Linked DNA regions of Gossypium hirsutum: all the other regions are linked to region 3. A link is a contact called in public Hi-C data. All regions are on one chromosome and are shown on one strand. Each heading gives the region's core, a stretch centred on a gene start, on an enhancer-like site or on the middle of the called end of the contact. The rest is flanking DNA. Distances are from core to core; before and after follow the strand shown. Region 1 holds the start of LOC107957674. Region 2 holds the start of LOC107892312 (pentatricopeptide repeat-containing protein At4g20770). Region 3 holds the start of LOC107892245.

Region 1 (3,495 bases), core at 386-2,885, 180 kb after region 3:
AGTGCCTTGAACCAGCCCATGAGAGTGATGGATACACCTTTCAAAAAGCCTGGACAGCAAAATAAAGAAATAGGGGGACTTTCGACTCTCTCGGGAAATATTGATAATATTGCTTTGCTTAGTGCAGATAGTTCTAAAATAATTTCTAATTCATCTAGCTTAACATCTATGACCCTATCTTATTTTAATCCGTTCTTTGTTGGGCAGGAGCAGAATGAAGGAAATGATGAAACTATGCAGCCCAAATCTGTCTCTATGGTGCCAGAACCAATTGAAGTTCAGGTTCTTGACTCATCTAGTGGGTTAAATCCTAATAGGCACTCTGCTGTATCCTTTAAGGAAATAAGACCAGCAGATGGTGATAGTTCGAGGAAGACGAAGGTGTCAATTTCTGGCAACAATAAGAGTCGAAACATAGGGAAATTGTTAGGAGGTAAAGAGGGGGGTTTTAGACCTTCTAAAAAGATTAATAAATTCACACATGGGAAAGGGAATAATTTTAAAAATAAAAATGCTCCTAAAACTCCTTTAAGTGTTTCCATGACTAGGTTGACTCAGACTATTTCCATATTAAGAAGTGTGGATTCGGCAGACATTGTACCAGACTCTGGTAATAAAATTCTTGAATGATTTTTATGTTTGAGGTTACTTTATTATCACTATTATATTGTTTTTTATGGATTTAAATTTATCAATATTTTCTTGGGATTGTCAAGGCTATACGAGCAGTAAATTTCTCCAAGCTTTTCGTGAGTATAATTTTGAGCATAAACCGGATATTGTATGTCTTTTCGAATCGAGAGTTAGTGGTAAAAAAGCTAATGTCATTATAGATAAATTGGGTTTTGATTTTTCTCACCGTATTGAATCTATTGGATTTTCAGGTGGTATCTGGGTTGGATGGAAGGATAATATTTATATTAATGTTATTCACAATCATCCTTAATTCATGCTTTTTCATGTTCAGGGAAATAACGTTTTTATTTCTTTTTTTATCTTTGTTGTTTATGGTAGCCCTGACAGAGTCAAGAGGAAATCACTTTGGGCTGGCTTAATGGAAGTGTTACCTCCTGATCCTGCACCCTAGATGATTTTGGGGGATTTCAACGTTGTCCTCTCGCCTAAGGATAAAAAAAGTGATCGCTCTACAGGTAAGAGGTGTAATTTATTTGGAAATTTTGTTGATTCTTGTAATTTGCAGGATCTTGGATTCATAGGACCTTTATTCACCTGGCAAAGAGGGAACACGCATGAACGAATTGATCGAGCTTTAGCAAATGATCCTTGGATTTCAACCTTCCCGCATACTCTAGTTTATCATCTTCCACGCATCAAGTCAGATCATAGACCAATTCTTATTAAAACAAACCCTGCACTCAGTTTTCTAAAAGGGAGACCATTTCGTTTTCTCGCAGGTTGAACTAAGTATACGAATTTTAAAGAATTGGTCTCTAAAAAGTGGCGTTATTCAGGTAACATGGCTACTTCTCTATCTGAATTTACCTCACACGTCAAGGATTGGAATAGGTCCGTATATGGTTTATAGGATCGTGAAAGAGACAGCTTATGAGATCGCTTGGGTGCATTCAAAAGGCCATGGACTAGTCTTCCTCTAGTAGGCTTGCTGAAGAGGAGATGGAGATTCGCGGTGAATTGGAAACTGTACTGAACCATGAGGAATTGCTATGGATACAAAAGGCTAGGTGTGATTGGCTACAGTTTGGGGATCGTAATACCCAGTATTTTCATAATCGTACGATGCAACGGAGGAAATCTAATCGTATTTTAGCCTTACGCATAAGTAGTGGAAAGTGGTGCTCGGATCAGAGTATTCTCAGTGTTGAGGCTGCCAGATTTTTTGAGAAGCTATATGGTGAGATCCCTACTCCCATGAGTGCACCTCCCTTGAATATCTTTCCTCGTATCACAGATCAGAATTTTGATTTCCTTAATAAGCCAATTTTGAATGATGAGATCAAGAAGGCCCTTTTTGACATGGCTCCGTTGAAGGCTCCCAGAAGTCACGGGTATCATGCGCTTTTCTTCCAAAGTTAGTGGGATTTAGTAGGAGGAGCGGTTTGTGAGTGGCTTCAAGGAGTCTTCGCTGGTAATAAAATGGAAGATGATCTTAACAACACATTAATCGCTCTTATTCCTAAAAAGGATCGTCCGGATTCAGCGAATTTTGACCAATTAGTCTTTGCTCAGTTTTGTATAAGTTGGTAATGAAGGTGATCGCCAACAGATTCAAAGTGGTCTTTCCTAATTACATAACACCCGAACAAGCGGGGTTTATTTCTGGTCGCAACATTTCTGACAATATCATTATACCGCAAGAAGACATACATTCGATGTGCAGTAGGAAAACGGGCAAAAAATTGATGGCAATTAAGTTTGACCTGGAGAAAGCCTACGATAGAATTAGCTGGGAGCTTATTGATGTGTCCCTTGTTGTTGCTGGGATCCTCGAGGTTCTTAGGAAGGTTATTATGGGCGCTATTTCTTCATCAAATATGAAAATTTTTTGGGATGGAGTTTCGTTTCAGTCTTTTAAGCCGGTGAGAGGGATTAGACAGGGATGTCCTTTATCGCCTTATCTTTTCATTTTCTGCATGGAATGGTTAGGGCATTTAATTCGTTCAGAAATCACAACTAGGAGGTGGAAACTGATTCGGTTATCTAGGTCAGGACCGTCTTTATCTCATTTCTTTTTTGCTGATGATCTTGTCATTTTTGGTAAAGTGGAGATGGATCAAGCCCTATTATTAAAAGAAAACCTTAACCAATTCTGCAACTTTTCTGGACACAAGGTCAGTGCCAGGAAGAGCAAAATATATTTCTCCAAATGTGTTGATAATAGTTCAAGTGATCAGATTAGTCAGCTCTTCGGATTTCGAGAGGTCCCTAATTTAGGGATCTATTTGGGGGTGTCTGTCCTCCATGATCGAGTTACTAAAAGTACCCTGAATTTTGTTGTTGAAAAAGTGAGGGGTAAACTGCATAATTAGGAAGCCAGGAAGTTATCCTTTGCGGGACGTGTTACATTTGCTCAATCTGTCCTTCTAGCTATTCCTAGTTATTTTATGCAGTCTTTGTTAGTTCCAAAAGGGGTTTGCAAAGAGATTGAAAAGATTGTAAGACAGTTTATCTCGGGGGGCTCTAATGAACAACATAAGACTGCTCTGTTAGGATAGGAATCCATTTGTCAGCCTAGATCTCATGGAGGACTTGGGTTTTGGCATCTTCAAGATCAGAATATTTCTTTTCTTGTGAAAATAGGGTTTAATCTTATCTCCAAAAAAATGCTTTATGGGTTCGTGTTCTTCAGTCGAAATATGGTCGGAAGAGTCAGCTTCCTGATTCTATTCAGAGAAGCAACTGCTCTCACCTACGGTGTTCCCTTTCAAAGGTGTGGCCCCTCTTTTGTGAGAATCTCTTATGGTCTATAGGGGACGGCTGCACTATTCGAGGATGGAAAGATTCTTGGATTCCTGA
Region 2 (3,639 bases), core at 728-3,227, 220 kb after region 3:
CTATCTTCCCACACTTTGAGTACATGCCAATCAGCCCACCAGCAACATAATTGTCAGTATGAAGAGCAGCCTTTTGCAAGGCAGCATGGACCTGTTTTCCACCCTCCAGAAAGGCCATTCCAGCACATGAGCCAAGGATGACAGTCACAGTAGTCCGATCAGGTTTTACACTTTGAAACTGCATTTCCCTAAAAAGATCTATTGCTTCTCTGTGATTCTCATTCTGGGAATAGCCAGAGATTATAGCATTCCATGAAATAACACTTGGGCATGACATGTTATCAAACATTTGACGTGCAGTTTCAACATCTCCACACTTTATACACGCTGCAAGCATATTAATATATGTAACCGCATCAGGTTTAAAACCACTAAACTGCATTCTTTGAAAACACTCAATAGCTTTCCCACTATTTCCTTTCTGGCCATATCCAGCAATCATTATATTCCAGGACACAACACTGGGTTTTCCCAAAGTGTGGAAAACCATCTCAGCACTCTTCATAATCCCATTCTTAGCATACATATCAAGCAATGAGTTGCTCAAATAAAGATCACGTTCAAATCCAAGCTTAAATGCAAGACCATGTATTTGTTCTCCAAGTACAACATTACGTAATAATCTATCTCCATTTTCGTAACAGCCAAATTCATCATACTCTCCCCCCTTTGCACAAACACTCAAAACAGCAGACAATGAAATGGAATCAATCCGAACCCCTTTCCGAGACATCATTCTAAACATCTCCAAAGCCTCAACGACCCCGTCAATCCTTCCTAACCCACCCATCATTGAAGTAAATGTAACCTCATTAGGTTCATCAATGTCGGCAAAAATTTGAACAGCTTCCCTCATAACCCCACATTTAGCATAAACAGACAATAACCCATTACAGACAAAGATATTCTTATCAAGACCAATCTTAATGACAAGACCATGACATCTCTTCCCAAGCTGCAAATCAAAAACACTTCCACAGGCACTTAAAACGCTAGCAAAAGTAATATGGGTGGGCAAAAAACCTTCCAAAACCATAAGCTTATAAACATCCAAAGCTTTTTCCTGGTACCCATTTTTTAACATTACACTAATCAGGTTGTTCCAGGAAACAACGTTTCTTTCAGGCATTTGTTCGAACACTTTACGGGCAAAAGTTAAGTTCCCAGTTTTGCAATAGAAACTCAAAACGGCGTTCCAGGAATAAATGTCCTTCTGAGGGGTATTGTGGAATGTACAATGAGCATATGCTGGGTCGTTGCATTTGGAATAGAGTTCAATGAGACGGTTGCATAGGAAAGTATTGCTTAAAAGGTTGGTGCGAAGAATGTAAGCATGGAGGACTTTGCCTAGCAGAAGAGATTTGTTGTCTATGCATGTTTGCAAAAGGTTAGCTATGCCCTTCATGTTGCTTTTGCTTCCTACTTGGCTGTATTTCTTGCAGACTGGTAAACACCAATTCAAAAAACAAATGATGTCAAGATAAATTGGGTTAGTCAATTCTATTCTACCTTATCAGCTATGGAGCTCCAATAAAATGAAATCAATCATATGCACATAAGTGAAAGCCGAACATCAAACAAAGTCGAAAGGATGTGTAGTTGTGTACCTAAAATCCAGAGTCGAGGCTCGGATGTGCAGCGCGGAAAAATGGTTTCAAATAGCGGTGGAGCAGCAGCCAGTTCGCACCACCACTAAGAGAGCAGACAATATCTCATGACTCGAGCAGAAGAAATGTTGTAAGTGAAGTTTAGGCTGTAAAAAATGACCTCATTTAATTTCCTTGTCCGTCGGAAGGAGAGGGCTTTTGGTCAAGTCACTGAAGGAGGCCGGGACAGTAGTGGACTATAGAGGTGAGAAGCTTGTTTGGCGGCGGGGTATCTTGTGTTTCATGGCCGGGCTACCGCCCGAGTTCCGAGTTTGGAGAAAAAATTTAGCCTGGTTTAAAATATAGGGCTCCGCCCTTTCATTTAAGGCTCAGGCCTGGTCTGGTCTACCCTAATTTTTTAAGTGAAGTAACCCAATTGTTGTTTTTTTTTTTTGGTCAATTTTAAAAAAGTTTTAAGTTGGTCGGAGTTTTCTTTTTGTTCAGTAGAGCTTATCATTTTTTTGTCATCCATTTTATTATTATTTTTGGGTCATTTTCTGTTACTTGTTTTAAGACTTATGAAGTGGCTGAGTTTAAAATTGATATAATAACACATTTAGTTTTTAATGATTATATATTTTATAAATTTGATCTTAATTTTAATAAAATTAATAAATTTAGCATTTAACTTTTACATATTATATCAATTTAATCATAATATTTATATTGATATATTTAAAATTATTTTATATTCATATTAAATAAAAATAATTATATTAATATTTAAAAAAATCCCTCTTCTCCCTCCCATTGTCCCCTCCCTCTCCTCCACCGTCCCTGGGGGAGGGGTAGGAGGAAGGGGAAGGAAAAATGTATTTTTTTAAATATTAATATAATTTTTTATTTAATATTAATATAAAATAAATTTTTTGTATATTAACATAAAATTATGAATAAATCGATATAATACGTAAAAGTTGAGGATTAAATTTGTTGATTTTATTAGAATTAAGATCAAATTGATAAAATATGTAATTGTTAAGGACTAAATTATAATTATACCAATTTTAAAACCACCATGTCATCCTCCTGTCCAAGTCTTATCAGCAATTAATAGAAAAAGACGAAAAGAGATTAACCCAAAAAGTTTGGTGGCCAATTTAAAACTTTTTATAATTAGGTGACTAAAAAATAAATTTGACTATAGTTAGGTGACTTCTATTGTAATTTTCTCAAATTAAATGTCTACTACTATAGTGTAAATATTTATAAATATTAAAATGATTGTATATCAAATTTTAATAAATAAAATATATAAATTTATTACATATTAAATTAAAAATAACTTAAAATTACATTGGTTTAACTATTTATAAATATGGACAAGGTTATACAAAAATTTAGGTCCATATTTTTGGTCGAGTTGAACTTGAATAAATATAAAGTGTGTTACCATTATACTTAATCTAGAACTGAACTCGACCCAACCATAAATACCTCTAATTGAGTTCATATCATCGACCTATAATATATATGTAAATAGTTTGCAAATAGAAATGTAAATGGTTTAGAAAATTATTTTATCTATTGATTTACGGCTAGAAGTATGATTTAGAAAATAATTTGTTAAAAAAAATTGATGTTTAATTTCCTCATAGATAGTAACAAGTTTGCTTTAGTATTGTTTCTCGTTATTTTTAAAATGTGCCTTTAGATTTATAAGTGATGTTAAATAGACAACTTTTAAAACTAAAATTGCTTTTGAATCTAAAAGCAAAAGTAATATTTTTTTAACTTTTGCATTTGAGAAAATAAACATTTTTAATCCTTATTTATAATTTAATGTATTTTATTTAATATTTATATTGAATTGATAAACTGTAATTTATACATATTTCTATCCCATGCTTAGCACATTTATGGATGGTTTCTCTTTAGATTTGGTGAATTCTATGCTCCTAATTCTTTAATTTTATATTTTATACTTAGGTGAGTATAGGAGAGTAAAAAGAGCAAGAAACAGGCCGAAAATGGAGAAAATGGACCCAAATGG
Region 3 (3,899 bases), core at 557-3,056:
TATCACATTCCCATCTTTTGAGGAATAATAATGGTAAACAAGAATGCACTTAAGCAACTTTCAACTCCAATAAGCCTCTTGAACTAGGATTCCTTAAAACTCGGCTTTTCCTGGCTGAAATAATCCATTTGAGCAATGTAATTAGTGACTCACCATAATATTATGGTCTTATTCAGATGAAGAAAAAAACAACCGAATTGCTATAGATCACAAAATAAGAATAGAGAAATAACAAAAAAAAGAAGGAAAAATAAACAATAATATAATAACCAACAAAATGAATTTTAGGATAACTAGGCAAAGAATATAATATTAATAAGGCATTTTTTAAAAGTGACCATCTCTCATAAGTTCACCAAATAATATATCTAAACATTCACATTCAATAGGAAAGACAATACGTAAGTAGTACAACAGAAAGAATGCAATGTGAATCACTGAGACAAGTACAAAGAAAATGTTGTTGATTATACAAGCTTCACAATTTTTTTATTTTTGGCCTTTATATAAATGGAGCCACAATTTGCCAAGTTTTTTTTTCACATCTTTTGCACATTGTTAGACTCTCTTATACCCTTTCTCTTTTTAGATGCGTTTTTGTTTGAAGAATCCTAGAACAAACAAGTTGCACTTTTCCATAGTTATAAACAGGTGAAATCAAGATTATTTCCAAAAGGCAATAATAGAGATTGAAAATCACAGAGCAATGCAGACAAGTGTCATTGTTGGCAACAAAACCAGAAAGAATTTCTGAAGAAGTATCTCAAAAGTGTAAAGATTGCAAATAAACATGAAGTAGTATAATTATGTGCAACACTTTCAAACCTAAGATTATGTTCCCAACAGTATGCAAATCTAACTGCATAATCAATCATTGGTCAAAAAAAAAAAATTCTCAACTTCAAACTCCTAAAACATCATAGAAGGAAATGATAATCTTGTCCCTCCCACTTCAAATACGTCAATGGTCCCCAAAAAAATGATACGTGCAAAACTGAAAAAAATAAAAGATCGAACTTCCCATCAAAAATAGCAATTACCCAGAAAAGAAAATTACTCTAAAATATCAAAAAGGGAGAAATACCCAAACTAAAAAAAATTAGGAAAGTTCATCATCTTATCTCTAAATCAGCTAATAACAGAAACCATAATCCAAAAAGAAATTTTTGAAAATTAAAAAAGAAAAGAAAAAGGAAAACCCATGAATCAAAATGAAGAGAGAAAAAGAGGGTACCTTGAGAAAGAGCCCAATCTGAACTGGATTATGAAGAAATCTGGGGATTTTATGTCAAGGAAAAACAAAAGAAACCCTAAGCTGTTTTGAGCAGTATTGTGTAGAATAAAATGGGGAAAAAGGAAATGAGACAAAGAGAAAGTGAATGAAGAAAAAGGTAAAGAGAGGGAGGCTAATGAGAAGTGAAAGCGATGGGGGCATCACATTATTGTTACTACAACAACGTTTAGATTACGATCGTGTCGAAAATGAAAATTTGTAAGGATTTGCAGTAACATTTATTTTTGGGGTTTATTTTTGAATTACTACTTTTAGGAGATGTAAGAAAAAAAAGAGAGTGAATCATTGTACCTTACAATGATGTCACACCAGACAAAAGTCTCCTGTTCCTGTTCCAAAGTCATAGCTTTGCCATAAATTCTAAAATTAGGAAGTTTAATTAAAAAAGATTAAAATGAAAAAAAAACATATTTTCTTTTTTATCTTATTCTTCTTCTTTATTTTTATGAAAAATAATTAAAAAAATAAAATAAAAATATGAACATGTAAATTGTTTTGCTGGTTTGATTTATAAGGAAGAATGAAATTAAAATTAGATTCCATGAAATAGGGGCTCACTTATAGGGTATGCTATGTGAGAAAGATGGGCTTGGAAAGTAGAGGAGCCCATAGCATAATCATTCAGCACATTTAACCCCATATCATTTCTGAACATTTCCCATCACAACCTTAACTTAGTAGTCATCCACTAAAATCCCACTTTTCGGCACTGCCCCAAGCATGTAATCATCTTTCTTTTTCTTTTCCTATTGGAAAAAAACAATATATTTTCTACCTAAATGGATTCTTTGTTTTACACCCACCAATTGTCTAGAGCTTTCCATGGTAGCCCGCCCAACTCGATAACCCCAGTTCAATTTGGGTTGGGTTTAAATAAATATTTTTATATTTTGGGTGGATCAATTCAATTTAATTAAAATATATAACATAAATTATTTTTTAATATTTTAGTAAAATAGATTATTTTTTAATATTTTAGTAAAATAAATTTTTTGAGGGAACCAAACCAAACCAAAAATAAACTTAGATTTGAAAAATTTTTGGAACCGGGACTCTACTTGGCCCCGCTCATTGATATCTCTATAGTAGTCATACAAAAATTGTTTTTCAAGGGAAAAGTACAGTGTGGTTTTAATGTGTTGATTTCTTCTCATGACTTTGCTTTTGGCTTTTAGGTAAGCTACTAAGATAATCGCCCGAGTTTTAATAAGTTTTTATTTTGTTCATTGAATATTTATTGTTAATTTAACAACTCTCATTAGATCAATTATAATTTTTAGTCACTCCATTGTTAAAATGTCTTTGGTCACTAGACGAAATATTGACATGGCCGGGTATAATTATAAATTTAACCTCTTAACATTTTACACATTCTATCAATTTAGTCCTAATTCTAAAAAAAAATTAATGTTCACACATTATGCCAATTTGATCCTAATTTTAAAAATACATAAAAATTTTAAAAATAAAATAAAAATATTAAAAATACATTAAAAAACTTCAAAATTAAAATTTTCCAAAAAATTCTTTGGGATGATAATAGTAAATCTTTTTATCTATTTTTTAAGGATGAAATCATGAAAACTTTTGGCTGGTCAGAGTCAATTTGTTTTCTACTTTTATGTAAAGAATGTTCATGCATATTACTATAAGCATGTCATATAGCTTAAGGAAAAAATGTTGCATGTACTTCTTATGACATATTAAACATTTATGATTGAAACTAGAAATAAAAATCTTGCATATTTTTTAAAAGATTGAGTGGGAGAAGGTCCCTAAATAAGATCTATGGTTTCCATCAATGGTCTCTTGTGATGACATGATAATTTGCCGACCTTGAGGTAGGTATTATCATGTGGATTTCACTTAGGAGATTTCATTTAACAGGACAACTAGTCATACATGTTATTTGTTGAGATTGTCCCCCGACAATTCATTCATAGTACATGTTATGATAGATGTTGAGTTTATAGTTATACACTCAAGATCATTCTAGTTAAGTAACTTCTCACGAAACTTTGCATAAGTTAAAATAATGGCCAAACATGAAGCATTTATTAATACGTGTGAATACATAAGGGATTAGGTTTTCGTATTAATTGGATGGAAATACATGATCTTACTAGTTGGTTTTAGATTACCCCAAGGTAATTTAATTGAATGGGTGGAGGAAATATCATTACAATGACTTACAAATATTTTTAAGGTTTAATGTAAGATGCATATATATCTTAATGCATATCATATGTTGCAAAAATTTTCAAATATTTGCTTAATACAAAGATATTAATAAATGAATGATTTTATTGTACAATTTGAAAATGACACGAACTTCCTTAATATATTTATTAAGAAAAAGTACAACGAAAATAACTATAAGGAATGGAAAATGAACTTGATGATTGTGTTAACTATTTTTCTAGTATCTTGAGACATACATTACAGGGCCAGTTTTTAAGCACGAAATTAATGCTTCCAACGACTAGAATTCATCCCTAACAGTCATAAATGTCCACAAATTTGTTTCTTGATATAAATACACTTCAAGACTTAAGAGAGGAAAATCCAAGCATCAAGATCAAGAGAAAAATATTCTAATCTTCTT

What was found. Hi-C and Micro-C count contacts between places; a contact is called where the count stands out from the background.
Region 1: a Hi-C map of leaf shows a contact between it and region 3, with 2.0 times the contacts expected there. The contact joins the promoter of LOC107957674 here to the promoter of LOC107892245 in region 3. A contact is called at or near these places in 18 of 34 Hi-C or Micro-C datasets (anther, callus, hypocotyl and 3 more).
Region 2: a Hi-C map of leaf shows a contact between it and region 3, with 3 times the contacts expected there. The contact joins the promoter of LOC107892312 here to the promoter of LOC107892245 in region 3. A contact is called at or near these places in 2 of 34 Hi-C or Micro-C datasets (both in leaf).

Annotation. Positions count from the first base shown.
Region 1 is chrA11:101,061,165-101,064,659 of Gossypium_hirsutum_v2.1, forward strand. LOC107957674 reads left to right here and starts at 1,636. Exons shown (of 5, transcript XM_016893225.1): 1 at 1,636-2,050; 2 at 2,209-2,900; 3 at 3,009-3,134; 4 at 3,329-3,495. The coding sequence starts at 1,636.
Region 2 is chrA11:101,097,692-101,101,330 of Gossypium_hirsutum_v2.1, forward strand. LOC107892312 (pentatricopeptide repeat-containing protein At4g20770) reads right to left here and starts at 1,978. Exons shown (of 6, transcript XM_041081935.1): 1 at 1,608-1,978; 2 at 1-1,443. The coding sequence starts at 1,405.
Region 3 is chrA11:100,880,855-100,884,753 of Gossypium_hirsutum_v2.1, forward strand. LOC107892245 reads right to left here and starts at 1,807. Exons shown (of 4, transcript XM_016817271.2): 1 at 1,235-1,807; 2 at 1-114.